Regions from separate parts of the Mus musculus genome. Here region 2 is linked to region 1. The links are chromatin contacts, called in public HiChIP or PLAC-seq maps. All regions are on one chromosome and are shown on one strand. The core of a region is the stretch at or near the end of the contact, and the rest is flanking DNA. Distances in the headings are between cores, read along the strand shown. Region 1 overlaps Maml3 (mastermind like transcriptional coactivator 3). Region 2 overlaps Maml3 (mastermind like transcriptional coactivator 3).

What was found. HiChIP or PLAC-seq counts read pairs in DNA pulled down with a chosen protein or histone mark.
Region 2: an H3K27ac HiChIP or PLAC-seq map of epiblast stem cells shows a contact between it and region 1. The contact joins two enhancer-like sites. A contact is called at or near these places in 2 of 484 Hi-C or Micro-C datasets (the HL-1 cell line and uterus), 3 of 115 datasets of contacts at active chromatin or transcription factors (epiblast stem cells, pancreatic cancer cells and stem cell-derived anterior neural progenitor cells) and 1 of 9 other capture datasets (embryonic tail).

Annotation. Positions count from the first base shown.
Region 1 is chr3:51,906,186-51,912,768 of GRCm38.p6, reverse strand. All of the region lies in intron 1 of Maml3 (mastermind like transcriptional coactivator 3), which reads left to right. Among named protein-coding and RNA genes, the nearest start is that of Maml3, 200 kb to the left of the region's middle. RefSeq lists an enhancer at 2,124-5,198. Within about 2 kb of position 3,813, at least 101 of the 459 cell types and tissues checked have an H3K27ac peak or open chromatin away from gene starts, as enhancers often do. A contact at or near this core is called in the HL-1 cell line, epiblast stem cells, pancreatic cancer cells and 1 more, where this site is marked.
Region 2 is chr3:52,064,812-52,071,371 of GRCm38.p6, reverse strand. All of the region lies in intron 1 of Maml3 (mastermind like transcriptional coactivator 3), which reads left to right. Among named protein-coding and RNA genes, the nearest start is that of Maml3, 37 kb to the left of the region's middle. Within about 2 kb of position 1,376, at least 340 of the 459 cell types and tissues checked have an H3K27ac peak or open chromatin away from gene starts, as enhancers often do. A contact at or near this core is called in the HL-1 cell line, epiblast stem cells, pancreatic cancer cells and 1 more, where this site is marked.

The DNA.
Region 1 (6,583 bases), core at 2,564-5,063:
AAATAATTCAGTGACATGGAGTGTAATCATAATTGTGCATTTGAGGGAACTAAAGCTTAGGTTAGTTTGTTCCAGGTATGTAGCAGTTAGGGGGTGTCAAGTAACGGGTATCTGAAACTCCAACTAACTTCTAAGGACCTGCTTTTAGCCTTGTGTATTAAAAGCAGCCCCCCTTTCTACTAGAGACTTGTAAGTGATTGGCAAGGTAAGGGTTAAGCTACTTCTTTTGTTCAATAACAGGAGTCTGACCTCACATGCTCAGGAGTTTGTTGTTTTCATGACAGTACTTCAGTACTACACAGAGCAGGGCTTCACTGTGTGTATAGCTTGTCTTTCTTGGACGAGCATCGTCCCTGGGGAGAGGAGGCAGCCCTTAAAGGAAGCTAGGAAGTGAGCTGTGGACAAACAGTGCTGCGTGATCCAAGAAGCAAGAAGACCTGCGCTATTTAAACGTGTTCCGTTTAGAGAGTCATCACATGGACCGAGGATGTTAAGAAAATCTCTCCTCCAAGGGTAGTGTGGGTGCACTTTCATGCCTTCTACGAGTATATCTTCAGAAAAATGATTTTTATGCAATACGACCATATTCATGACTGCCATGTTCATGACTAATGTTAAAAACAAAACAATACGGACGTTGTACGAGTCAGAGGACCCCTACATTTAGAATATAGCATCGAGTTTTATTCTCAGGATGTGAGCTGAATTATGGCATGTTGAAATTTTTCTTTTGTAAAATGTGTGTGTGCACGTGCGTGCATGCATGCGTGTGCATGTGTGTGCACATACAAGTGCCTGGAGAACTTTGTATGCTCTTTTTGTATCGGTTTGGGACCATCGGGTCAGGAGCTGATGTGAGGTAGTTTACACATGGTGTTTGACCCTAAATGGCCTGATACTCTTCCTGAGCCCTGGTGGAGTATATTCATCTCCTTCAACTTTTCTGACTACTTCATAATATTTTAGTTATAAAACCAAGAATGCCATCTAGGGTACTTAGAAGGCTTTCCTTTTGATTTAAATAACACACAAATTCTTCTTCTAGAAATATATATATATATATATATATATATACATATACATATACACATATATATACATATATACATATGTGTATATATATATATGTATATGTATATGTATATGTATATGTATATGTATATGTATATGTATATGTATATGTATATGTATATGTATATTCCCAAATGAAAACACACATTTTTAAAACATCAGTGATTAAGGGCAGGGGAGATGGCTCAGTGGGTCAGAGCTTGTGCTGAGCAAGCATAAGGACCCAGGTTCAAATCCTCAGAATCCATGTACAGAACTGGGGGTGGCACAAGTTTGGGGGTGGGGCCGGAGGTGAAAAGATTGCTGGCACTGCTAGCCACCAGCTTAGCTCCAAGTATCCTGAGAGAACATGCCTACATCTCAAAGGAATAAGGAATTCAATGGACAGTGATAGAGCAGGATGTCTTCTGACCTCCCCTCGTGTGCATGAGCACGCATGCCTGCACACACACACACACACACACAGACACACACACACACGCACACGTGTGCATAGACAACACACACCAAATCAAAACAGTCAGTAACTCTTCATCAGGCCAGTGCCAGAGTCAGCAGTTGTGTACGTGGGATAGTAACCGGAACTGCTCCAGTCGTCAGGAGTGCTTTGGTGTGCTGACACACTCCTGTGTGTTGAGCTTCTGAAAAGTGACTTGCATTGAGATGGCTGCCGCCGTCATCAGGCTCATTACACACACTGAAAAGTATTTGGTCTGGCCTTCTGTCCTTCATATCAACCATGACAATTTGCTTAAGCCCACATTCCTTGAGTCTGAAAGAATCAGTCTGGGTGGTGTGCTGAGATCATTAAGAAACCCTTTGCCTTTAAAAACATTTTTTTGTTTGTTTGTTTTTTTGTTTTTTGTTTTTGGAGACAAGGTTCTCTGTGTAGCCCAAGCTGTCCTGGAACTCACTTTGTAGACCAGGCTGGCCTCGAACTCAGAAATCCACCTGCCTCTGCCTCCCGAGTGCTGGGATTAAAGGCGTGCGCCACCATTCCCGGCTAAAAACATTTTTTTTAAACGAAGAAGAGATGCATATGCTGTCTTCAGCTTCAGCGTGCAAGAGGTTTTACCATACCTTGTAATGAGGAAAACCTGTAGTCTTGTACGTCTTGAATGACCCAGAGAAACCCAGATGGAGCTAATGAAGAGCTTCATCAACAACTGTTTCCGAGCTCCCGTGTATAGGGAAGAGTGTTGGTGGGGTTTATTGGTATTTTCCATTCGGATTCTCCCAAATATCATGTGGAGAAACATAACTCATCAGAAGATACCTAGTACTAAAATTGGGTGTGGCCAGTCATGGCTGAGGGGTGCTCTGAAAACACAGCTATTAGGAGCAGTGTGTTGGCGCCTTGTCAGGGCCGTTAGTTCCCAGGCAGCCCCTTCCAGCCTTTTCCACTTGTTTCACGTGATGACTAAACACTACTGGTTGGATATGTTTACCTATGATACCTTACACAGATGCGAAGAAGAACTTTGCTAGTTAAGTCAGAACTTGGGAGAATTAAAAATCCCAATGGCTTGTTTTCTCAATTGTGGGAGAGTACACATGGGGCAACTGTTTATTAAATATCTGTCCTGGGAGGGGCTGTTTAAAATCAGTGACGTTTATGACCTTGGCTGAAAATTAATGTGATGGTTTGTTGATATTTAAGTATCCGTGCAATTAAAAGTTTGGTTAGGTTATGTGCGGAAGACTACAGCATGCTTTGGGGTCCGCTGCCTTGAAGGTGGTTTGGTTCCTAGTGGTGATGATAAGTGTTATCTAAAGAGGAATTTAAATCCAGCAGCCATCAACCCTTAACATCAAAATAAAACTTTAAGAGTAAGACTTGGGGCTAGAGTTGGTAAATGTTTGCTAGCAGAACTAAATCCCATTCCCACAATCCGCATTTCAAAAGCAAACCAAGGAAATTGTCCTGCCTGTGATCCCTGGATGGGGAGACCAGGGACTTACCTTGCCAAAAGCCAAGTGAGTTCCCGGTTAGTGAGAGACCCGGCCTCAAAAGAACAAAACAGAGAACCTGAGGCACAGTTCTCCAGCTCCAAGAGTAGGGGGTCCCCGAGACACTGCTTCCCCGACGCTGCTTCGGTCTTTCCCAGGAGCTGGGGGCTGACACTTTGGGAAAGTGGAAACCTTTTTAAAAAAATGTCTTTTCACCTATAACCACACATAGCACCACAATGTCATATTCCTTGTTTTCTGTACTGAATATTCCACAGGTTGTTGTCAGGGCCTGTCACTTGTGCAGTGCTAAGTTACTTCTGGCTGGTGAAATGAGCCAGGTCAAGCCAGATTAGAGTATTTAAACATAGGTTTATTGGAAAGCAGCTCTCCCGAGAGTTCTCTGGCTCTAAGAACCTATGCCAGGGAAGTTGCCATGGGAAGGGAGAGAAAAAGGAGGGGAAGAAGTTGATAAAGCAGGCATGCGCAGAGAAAGGGCAAGAAGAGCGAGAAAAGGAGAGGGGAGACCAAAATGTCTGGAGTATACACTGAAGAGCCTCTGAGGGGAAGGGAAACCCAGCCCCTGGGCTGGCAAATTCAGGGTTGGAGAATTTCGGATCCTGGGCGAACATGGAGGCCAGGTCAGCTTTGGTAGGTAAAATACGCAACTCAGCCTCTTGTCCCGGGGTCTGAAACCCAACTCACAGGAGTGACTGCACTGTACACAGTTATTGAAGCTAAGCTGAGAGATCTGGGTAAAGAATTCAACTCTCGTGCCGGTGAGATGGTTCAGTGGTTAAGAACAGTGGCCGCTCTTCCTGAGTACCCAGGCTCGATTCTCAGCACCCACATTGCGGCTCACAATCATCCTAACTCCAGTTCCAGAGGATCTCAAACCCTTTTCTGGCCTCCTTGGGTGTCAGGTATGGGTGGGTGCCATACACACAAAAAAATATAAACAAATCTTTAAAAGCAAGATTCAAGCCTTTTCTTTCCATTTCGGATTTAGTCAGAATGATCCTGCCTTTGCAGTCCCTAGCAACCAGAGCCGGTCACCTCCAAGAATTCCAGGAATGCTACCACAGGCTTATCTCCTTAATCCTCCAGCGTCCTCACAGCCGGGCTCCCGTGGCTGCCTGCCTCTCCTGGGCTCGGATTACAGCCCCATTTCTCTCACATTCAAAGCTGGAACCCTTTACTGTTCCAGCCTCGGTCGGTCTCCAGGCCCCACAATGGCGGGCTCTCTAGATTCTCCTTTCTGCCCACCTTGCCTGTCTCCTGAAATACCTTTTTTCTCACCTGTATGCCATAAAGATTATCACACTTATCTCTCTACGGAGGAAAGGAGGGAAGTAGCTTTCAACTGGGTGAAGTTATGTGATGGGGGGGGGGGGGGGAGACGCATCCTTCAAAACATTGCATTTCAAAGGTTTTCATTTAGGAAGAATTTTGTTTGTTTTAAATTGTGATGAGACATTCTTTTACATTTTTTTCCAGCTCCTATTTCTCATCTAGAAATAAAATACTTATTTATATATTTGCTAAAACTTGTATATTTGTTACGTATAATTGAAGAAAATATCTGAAATACAATACATATATGTAAACATTTACGTTTGCAACAGTGTATCAGTTATTTTGAGTTTCAGTGATTATTTCAACACAGCCTTCCCACCCCCACCCCCCCAAAAAAAGACTTGCCAAAATTAACCCAGCAAGCTGATAATCTTTTGTTTCTGTGATTTTTTTTTATCACTATCTGCTTTATTTATCTACGGAAAATAAAATGTTCTGCTTCCTAAGGGGCCCGTTTCTGTACAGTTTACACATTTAGTATACAGTTTCTTCCAATGGAAAACTATAAACCTGAATTTTCTGCAACTTACAATAGGGTTTGTACAATGGGGACATACTTTGGTGAGAAAAACTATACTGAAATTGTATTTGTTGGAAAGTGATTTAAATCATCTTTCTGGCGAGCAATTTAAGTAGAGGCCAACGTGTCTGTGTGTGAGGGTGGGGTGGGGTGTGGCTTTAAGCATGGTCACGTGGTGGTGACACAGGTAGGATGTGTGCTCTGATTCCTCTGGACAGTGCTGAGTGCAGACTAATCGGAGAATTTTAGTGATCACAAATTCCCAGGCCGTGGCCTGTCAGCAGGAGAGCACAGAACTGGAAAAGGCAGAGCGCAGACCCTGTGTTCAGCGGCCTTCACAACAGGCCCTGTACACGGCTGGTTATGGATTCCACATCTCCTAGTGCTTGACCAACAATGAATACAGTGAAACCAGCTGACTCGGCATTAAAGGTTTCTAATGTGAAGGATATTTGTTAGTTCATTCAGTTATATGTAGTACAAAAGCAGAAAAGCCCTGCTTAATTAGCATGTATTAATCCCTCGAAAAGCACACACACACACACACACACCATACATTCATGCCCATGCATGCAATATACACAGATGATGTCTGGCCTCTTTGTTTCCAGAGTCCTCTGGGCACCACCAACCTCAGTACCACCACAGGAACAACAAGTTCTGCTTACCAGCTGGTGTCCTAGTATTCAGCCATGACACTTGAGGAGAGCATTTAACAAACACACTAAGTACTGTTGAAAGATTTGTACCTCTTCCTGTCTCTTACTCTCCATGATTTTGTTCCAGAAAGTTACCAGGGTACACATTCATGGGTCAGTAGATCAGTTTGCAAAATCTTAATTCTGTGAGAACACCACGGTCAAGTACATACATAGCAGCTAAATCGAAGAAGAAAAGAAAAACCATCCTCCCTGAAAAGTATTTTCAAATGTGGTGTAAATATAATGTATTGCCAAATTCCATAGTCTGGACAGCATAAGTTGTCAATAATGTACAGCTAACCCAGAAATAGAAAGCAAAATTAAAAAGCCAGCATGTTTTTTATGAAAACTAGGAGAGTATCAGTCATCATAATGAAACCCTAAACCAAATCTACATCGTAGGGGTGGAGAACATTGTCATTTATAATGGTGCGAGTGGAAAATGAACTAACCCAAACGTGAGCCCCAGATCATTCGTCAGCAGCACCCATGATCTACATTTAACATAGATTTCACAACAGTACCATTCATAACAAAGTCTGAGAATTGAAACAATTCCTAAGTAATACTTAGGGTTTTTGTTTGTTTGTATGTTTGTTTTTGTTTTTAGACAGGAACTTCCTGTATAGCCCAAACTGGCCTTGAACTCAAAATCCATCTGCCCTGACCTTCCGGAAGCTGGAGTTGTGTGTGTGTGTGTGTCCTAACACCTGGCACAGGTCGATTTTAGTAGTAGCATCTCCCAGTTATTCCCTCTGTGTGCAGAAAGAAATAGACTCTAACCAGCACTGTGCTCTCAGTGTGAAGGATGTGGGCTTCCGAGTGGGGATAAGTAGCCTTGTACCCACAAAGGCATTCAGAAATCCAGCGTTCCCAGGGGGGAGTAAGAGGAAGTCGAGTTTTGAAAATATGTATGAGAATTCTAAGGTAACCCCACAGCTTCCAGAAGAACTGGCATCCCCCTTTTCACCCTGGCCTAAAATAA
Region 2 (6,560 bases), core at 127-2,626, 160 kb before region 1:
TGTGAGAAACCCTAGAAATGTCACACACAGGTTTCCCAAGAATTACCTATGCACTATGTCAGTTTTGTGGACTAAAAATTCTATCTTTCTCTCTCTCTCTGCTTCTCTCTCTCTCTCTTAATAACATTTATTTAGCTTGTGTGTGTGTGTGTGTGTGTGTGTGTGTGTGTGTGTGTATCCCACAGTGTGCATTTGGAAGGCAGAGGACAGCCTTCAGGAGTCAATTCCCTCTACTGTTCAGCTCCTGGGCATCAAACTCAAAGCAGTCAGTCTTGGTGGCAAGTGCCTTTACCAGCTGAGCCAAGTAGCTTTCTTCTCAAATATGAACTAATGACCTCAGATGTTGTGTGGTGTGCTTACAAAACCTGTTCTACTCCTGTGCTAACCTGAGACGATTGTAACTCTTTGGAGATCTGGCTGTAATTTAGAAACTTTTAACGTGTACCTTTGTGGGACTTGGAGGGGAAAAATTTGATTTGACCAATTTCTGTCATCTGTCAACTTAGATGTATTTTGATTTCTAAACAGAACTGTGGAAAAGACTTCTTTCTAATTGGGAATGCCTTGCTTTGTTACCTAGGAAACACCTGATTGTTTTCTTAGGGAAATATTCTGCAAATTAGACTTTTAAAGGTCTGTATTAAAAATGCGCATAAAACATAAAGCTACATTTGAAACTAGCTTTCGGCTTAAAAATTAGGTTTCTGTGTGGTCAGCAGACAAGTCAGAGAAGCATCGTCTGAAGGAAGACAATAGCCTGGGTTTAAGAAAATTCAGTGTTTGGATCATTGTCATTAGCCTCACAAATGTTTGCTTTCAGGTTGTAGTAAAGAAAATCGAAGATAATGGCTTTGCCCCTAACTCCCATTTTTCTTGTATTAAGATCTAAGACCTACCTCAGTTCACATGAGACAGAGCCCCAATTTTTGAGAACAAACTGTAGAACTTCTAAATTTGAGGAAGAAACTGACCCTTTTTAAAAAGACATATTCCAGTGAAAACCAAAGGCAGCCAGAGCCTGGACCTCTGGATGTGTCAAGGAGCCTCACCTACCTCGGGTGTCTAGCATGTCCTCGCAGGGACCTGTTGGTGGTCTGTGCAGCCACAGGGAACCTTACACGAAAGGCACCTGTGCTTGCTAAAAATCTGCTCCGAGAGTGGAAAAGCAGATCCAAAATGCTAATCCTTTGTCATTGGTCACAGTCCCTCGACACTTCTTTACCAGCTAACTGCTACTGATTCAATTTGGCCAACTGTGCTTAGCTTCCTTAAAACCTGCCGCAGTTTCGGTTGAGTAAAGCGGTGATTCATTTCCTGCCCCGTGGGGTGTCAGCCAGCTCTAATGGTTTTGTCTGCAAGAGCCCACAGCTGCCCAGGATGGCGGGAGGGAAGCAGTGGGGCTAGCGCCTGGGCTTAGAGCGGCACTTTCCCGCGGCATCGGGAAGGGATTGAACCCAGGCAGTCGATTCAGGTTGATCATTTGGTTTTGTAGAACATACGTCCTCTTGATTTCTCCTGTCCGTCAGGAGCGCAAGAGAACAAGCAAGAGAAATGTTCTCTGTGTGGGTGTCTTTCCCAGGAGAGCGCCCGAGCGACACTTCAGATCTCGTTTATGCAGCATAGCTTGATTAATTTGGCTGGTTGTTCAGAATATGTAGCCATTGTAGTACAGCTCTAGCTTGCTTTCTCTCTCTCTCTCTCTCTCTCTCTCTCTCTCTCTCTCTCTCTCTCTCTCTCTCTCTCTCTTTCTTTTTTTCGTCCCTGGTCCCTGAGACAGGATCTTACTGCGTATTTCTAGCTGTCCCTGAACTCACAGAGATCTACTTGCTTCTGCCTCCCAAATGCCACCACGCCCAGCCGCCCGAATACAGCCTTTTGTATTGTGTGAAAGTATCAGCAAAGAGAAAGAGATTTTCAGTCTTGTGTTTAACCTCTTCAGGACGGTGTTTTTATTTTCGGTTTTAAATTACACTTATTTATTTTAGGGGGCACTCACTACAGAGGTCAGAAGACAAGTTGGTTTTATCCTTGTACCATGTAGGTTGTCCTGGGAATCAAACTCAGCTCCTCCCGCTTGGCGGCAACCGCCTTTACTTGCTTAGCCATTTTGTAGTCCCATCTTGTTTGTTTCTGTGGAATCAGCTTTTCTGAATCTCAAGGAAAGAATAAAATAACAAGAAATGCTGTCAGCAAACCAGAGTGTTGCAGGTTGGATGGTTAGAGTTCAGAGTTGGCACATGTTTCTCCATCACTTTTCTTTCAAAGTAAGGTGAATCAGTACCCATTTTCTGGATTAAAATAGACACGTGAATGTGTGTCTCATTTGCATATTTTGCGGGAAAATTTGTTAGGTTCAAATGCAAAGTTCAAAAGGATGATATTTGCTTTGTTAAGAAATCAGTTTGGGGCTGGAGGGATGGCTCTGCAGTTGGAGCACTAACTGCTTCCCAGCACACAGGTGGATGTTACCAAACGTCTGATGCTGTTCTCCAGCTTTGGAGGGTCCTCATGTGCACAAGCCCTCCCCATTTCATGCACACGTTTTTAAAAGCATATTTATGTGTGTATATATATATATATATATATATATATATATACACACACACACACACACACACACACACACATATGTGCCTTTAAAGGCACATACATATATGTGAATTTTAATTTTGCAAAATAGTTATTTTACTATCCATCTAATAATGAATTGTCACACACACACATATATATATACATATATATTTACCTTTTCCAGAAATATCTCAGTTCAAAAATTGGATATATTTACATTTTGCACCTGTTTTTAGTTTCAGTCAAGGAGTATTTTGCACATGTTTAGAGTCCCAAAGAAGTGAACTTCCACACTTGTTCTTGAGTCTGAACATGAATGCCAGTGTCAGCTGAGGAGACCATTCCTCCCTCGAGCTATACTGGAGATGGTCTTTCACATTCATTTCACAGATGCAGGGTTCTGTTGGTGGAGACATTCACTCTGTGCATTCATTGGCATACTCAGTTAATTGTACTACGGCATCTTTCCCCCCTTACCCAGAGTTCTATTTTAAAAGCAGAAATTGAGAGTGTTCATGGAGAGTAAGACCTTTAGTTCCAAGAGGAAGGAAAACATCTACTAAGCCTTTGTTTTTTGTTTTGTTTTGTTTTTAATGGATTATTAGGGGCTATGAAGAACTCGGTAGTGTGAACTTACGTGTGGAAGTCTACTCAAAATCTTTGAACAAATAATGAATTGAAAACAAATGATTTTGCATAGCTGTGTAGGACAAACGTCGAACATGGTTGGTTGTGTTGAAGTGAGGTGCAGGAATGCTATGGTCATGTCAGACCCGAGCTTGGCACTTTTTATAAATGAGTCACCTGGTCTGTGAGTTGTCTAGCAGTGTGTTCCCCTGCTGAAAACCTTAGGGCAAGCGAATTGAAAAAATAGATGCTTCCACACTCATGACGATTAGGTCAAGCTAGGGAAAGCTGCTCAATACTCCTTGGATGTGATGATCATGCTATGGCTGCCTATTTGAACCAAGAAACCCTAAGTTCTAAAGGTACATTCTACAATATTTACGGGTGGAATATTATGACTGCAATTTTCTTTCATGTAATATGGCAAGGGAAAATAGGTATTAAACATGGATGAAGAAGTGTAGGCCAGAAATGAAGCTGGGTAATGGAGACTTATTACCTCACTCTACTTAAATATTTGGGAATAGAAAGTTTTTGGAAATGAGAAGAAGGCAGAAGAAATGGCTCAGGGGATAAAGTGTTTGCCGCATAAGCCTTGAAGACTGGACTTCAAAAGCCTAGGACCCATGTAAAAGCCTTGTACTGTAGCTTGGGTCTGTAATTCCATTGCTGCTGTGGAGAGATGGGAAAGGAAGATCAGAGAACGAGAACCTGGCGTGTGCAGTGCCTGGAGAGCCTGCTTTATATAAGACGGGGGCAAGGAGGGAGGGGTGTCCCCAAACACTCCAGGTGTCCTCAGCCTTCCATATGGCAAGTGTTTGCCTGCGCTCTGTGTATGTGTGTGTGTGTGTGTGTGAGTGAGCACGAGCACACGCATGTCTGTCTGTGTGTCTCACACCCACCTACATATACACTCACACATATAAACACACAAGAACCAAAAACACTACCCTTACTGAGTACAAATTCATCAGTGTTTTATCAAGAGTAGCTACAGAGAGTTTCCAGGGAAGGAGACACCTAAAAATATCAGAGGTTTGATTGCACTGTAATTATATGCAGCTATATATGGCTATATGATTTTAAACCCTAATAATATTGTAGTTTTATTTTAATTAAGACAAGCCCCTGCTTAGACAAAAGGAGAAAGAACTCTTGCTGTTTGACACAACTCTTTAATTCAGCAAATGGGTTTTGAAAGCCTCCTTGGTGCCAGGTACTGTAGTGACTGTAGAAAGTTCACAGAGGAACACAGGGGCCTTGTACTAATGTCTCTGAGGAGATTTGCCCAGGTCATTCCGCAGTATGGCGTGATAAGGGCTCTAATGGAGTTGGAGGTAGTTTGTGGGGACACAGAAGCCAGAATGATTCCACTCTGCATTGGAAGGCAGAAGTAGGCAGGTGAGGGGTGGCTTAGAGGATCTGGAGAGAAGTCTGTGTTTCCTGTGCACTCTGCAGAGGATATGACCAAGGTGTGCCAGGTGTCGGAAAGAGCAGTGGCCACAGCACAGACCTCCAGAAATGAGAGGAACGAGCACTGCCTGCATGCCTTGAGTGTGTGTGTGTGTGTGTGTGTGTGTGTGTGTGAATTAGGTTTGAGAACATAGCAGGAAAGGCAGGTGTGTGCCTCCTGCCCTCCAATCAGAGGACAGCATACTTCCTCCCATTAACCTACTTCCCATGTCCCATGTCAGACAACACTCTATGTGACTTTCAGTAGTTTGTCACCCCACCCATTGAAGGGGTGCTGAGTGACGTAGCTACAGTTCTGCTTTGCTTGGGTGCAAGGTTAGTGTTCACAGACAAGTGAACTTGGCTGAACGACAGCCAAGCCAGACTCTCACCACCCCCCCCCCTGCCAAACATTGTTCCAGGCTTTGGTCAAAGTTTTCCACTTGGAGTGATAATTAGAGTTGTGCCGGAAGCCACTGAGTAGCAATATCCTTGCTACTTCTTACTAGAGAAGACCCTGGGAAGCCTGAGTTATCCAGACCAAGCCAGGGCCATATGCCTGGCCCCACTGAGAAAATAGCACCTGACTGTCAAACTTTGGCATCAGAGACAAGAGCTGGACTGCTGAGCCCCAGGGTAGGAGGTGGGAGATGGGGGGAGGGGGGAAGGAGGAGAGTTTACTGAGGATAAAGAAAGCAAGGAAGTGTAGTGGTCTGTCCCCTTGCTCACAGAACTTTGGGGGTGCCTAGTGCCTGACAGGCTGCCATGTTCTTTTGTCTCCTAATTGTGTTTTCTTCAGATTGAGATCAGATACATCTTGCTGTATCTGATACATAGAAGCATAGAAGGAAGTCCTTCTATGTTGTATTTTTGTTGTTGTTGTTCTGAAAAGCACAACAGGATATTTTCTCCTCAACACAATGTTTCCTCCTCCGCAGATAAGTCACAGGTTACTATATAACTGTATGTAACCTCTTTCTGTTTGGGGGAGACTTGGGTAAGCTGCATATGGTGAAAATTTTGAGAGCACTCATCTTTCTTGGGAACACTGATCTGAAGGAACCTTTGATACATTTGCCCCCCCCCCCCAACTCCCCAGAACAGACGAGGTGACATGCATGAGGACAGGAGTCCTCAGGAGGTTGCACCTTGGTTCTGGACACTGATCTCTATGTTCTCTGCTAGTCTTCACCCTCTGACCTTTCGGTGCCCTGTGACCCTTAGAGCCCAGTTGTGGGAGCTCTAAATCTTAAGATCGTTGTCTTGGAAACCGTCACATTAACATTTTCAAAGATGCAGACCATAATGTGGAGGAATGGCCATACTCCCCTGACAAGGCAAGGAAAATACAGCATGATCCTGGACTAACTTTTTGAGTAACAAAGTAGAGGGAATTGTCAAAAGATCAAAGGGGCACAGGTCTGATGGATGGATGGATGGATGGATGGATGGATGGATGGATAGATGGATGGACTCCTATTGGCCAAATTGGGGGATGTGATCATCATAACAGATATGGATTATAACCTGTTTAGTAAAATAGGAATCCATAAGTCAATACCGATATAGAAGTTGATAGAACAAATAAGTGAGGCGCAAGGTGGGTATAGTTATTGAGAGCCCATAGGAACTATAAAGAGGAATGACAGAATTATGAACTCATTGGTGTGTGCAGAACTTGTAAGTGAATATTTGATCAGGATCAAAGCATTTACAGCGCTTCAAAATAGCTACCCACAAATGACTTTTTAATTACAAAGGCAAATTTAATAACTTGAGAGCAGGGGAAGATATCTCTTTAACCAAACGATCCAGCTTCATTTTATCAAAGTCATGTGCCTCTTTTGCTTGTTTGTTTTTGAGACAGGATCTTTCTTTATAGCCTTGGCCAGCCTGGAACTCACCATGTA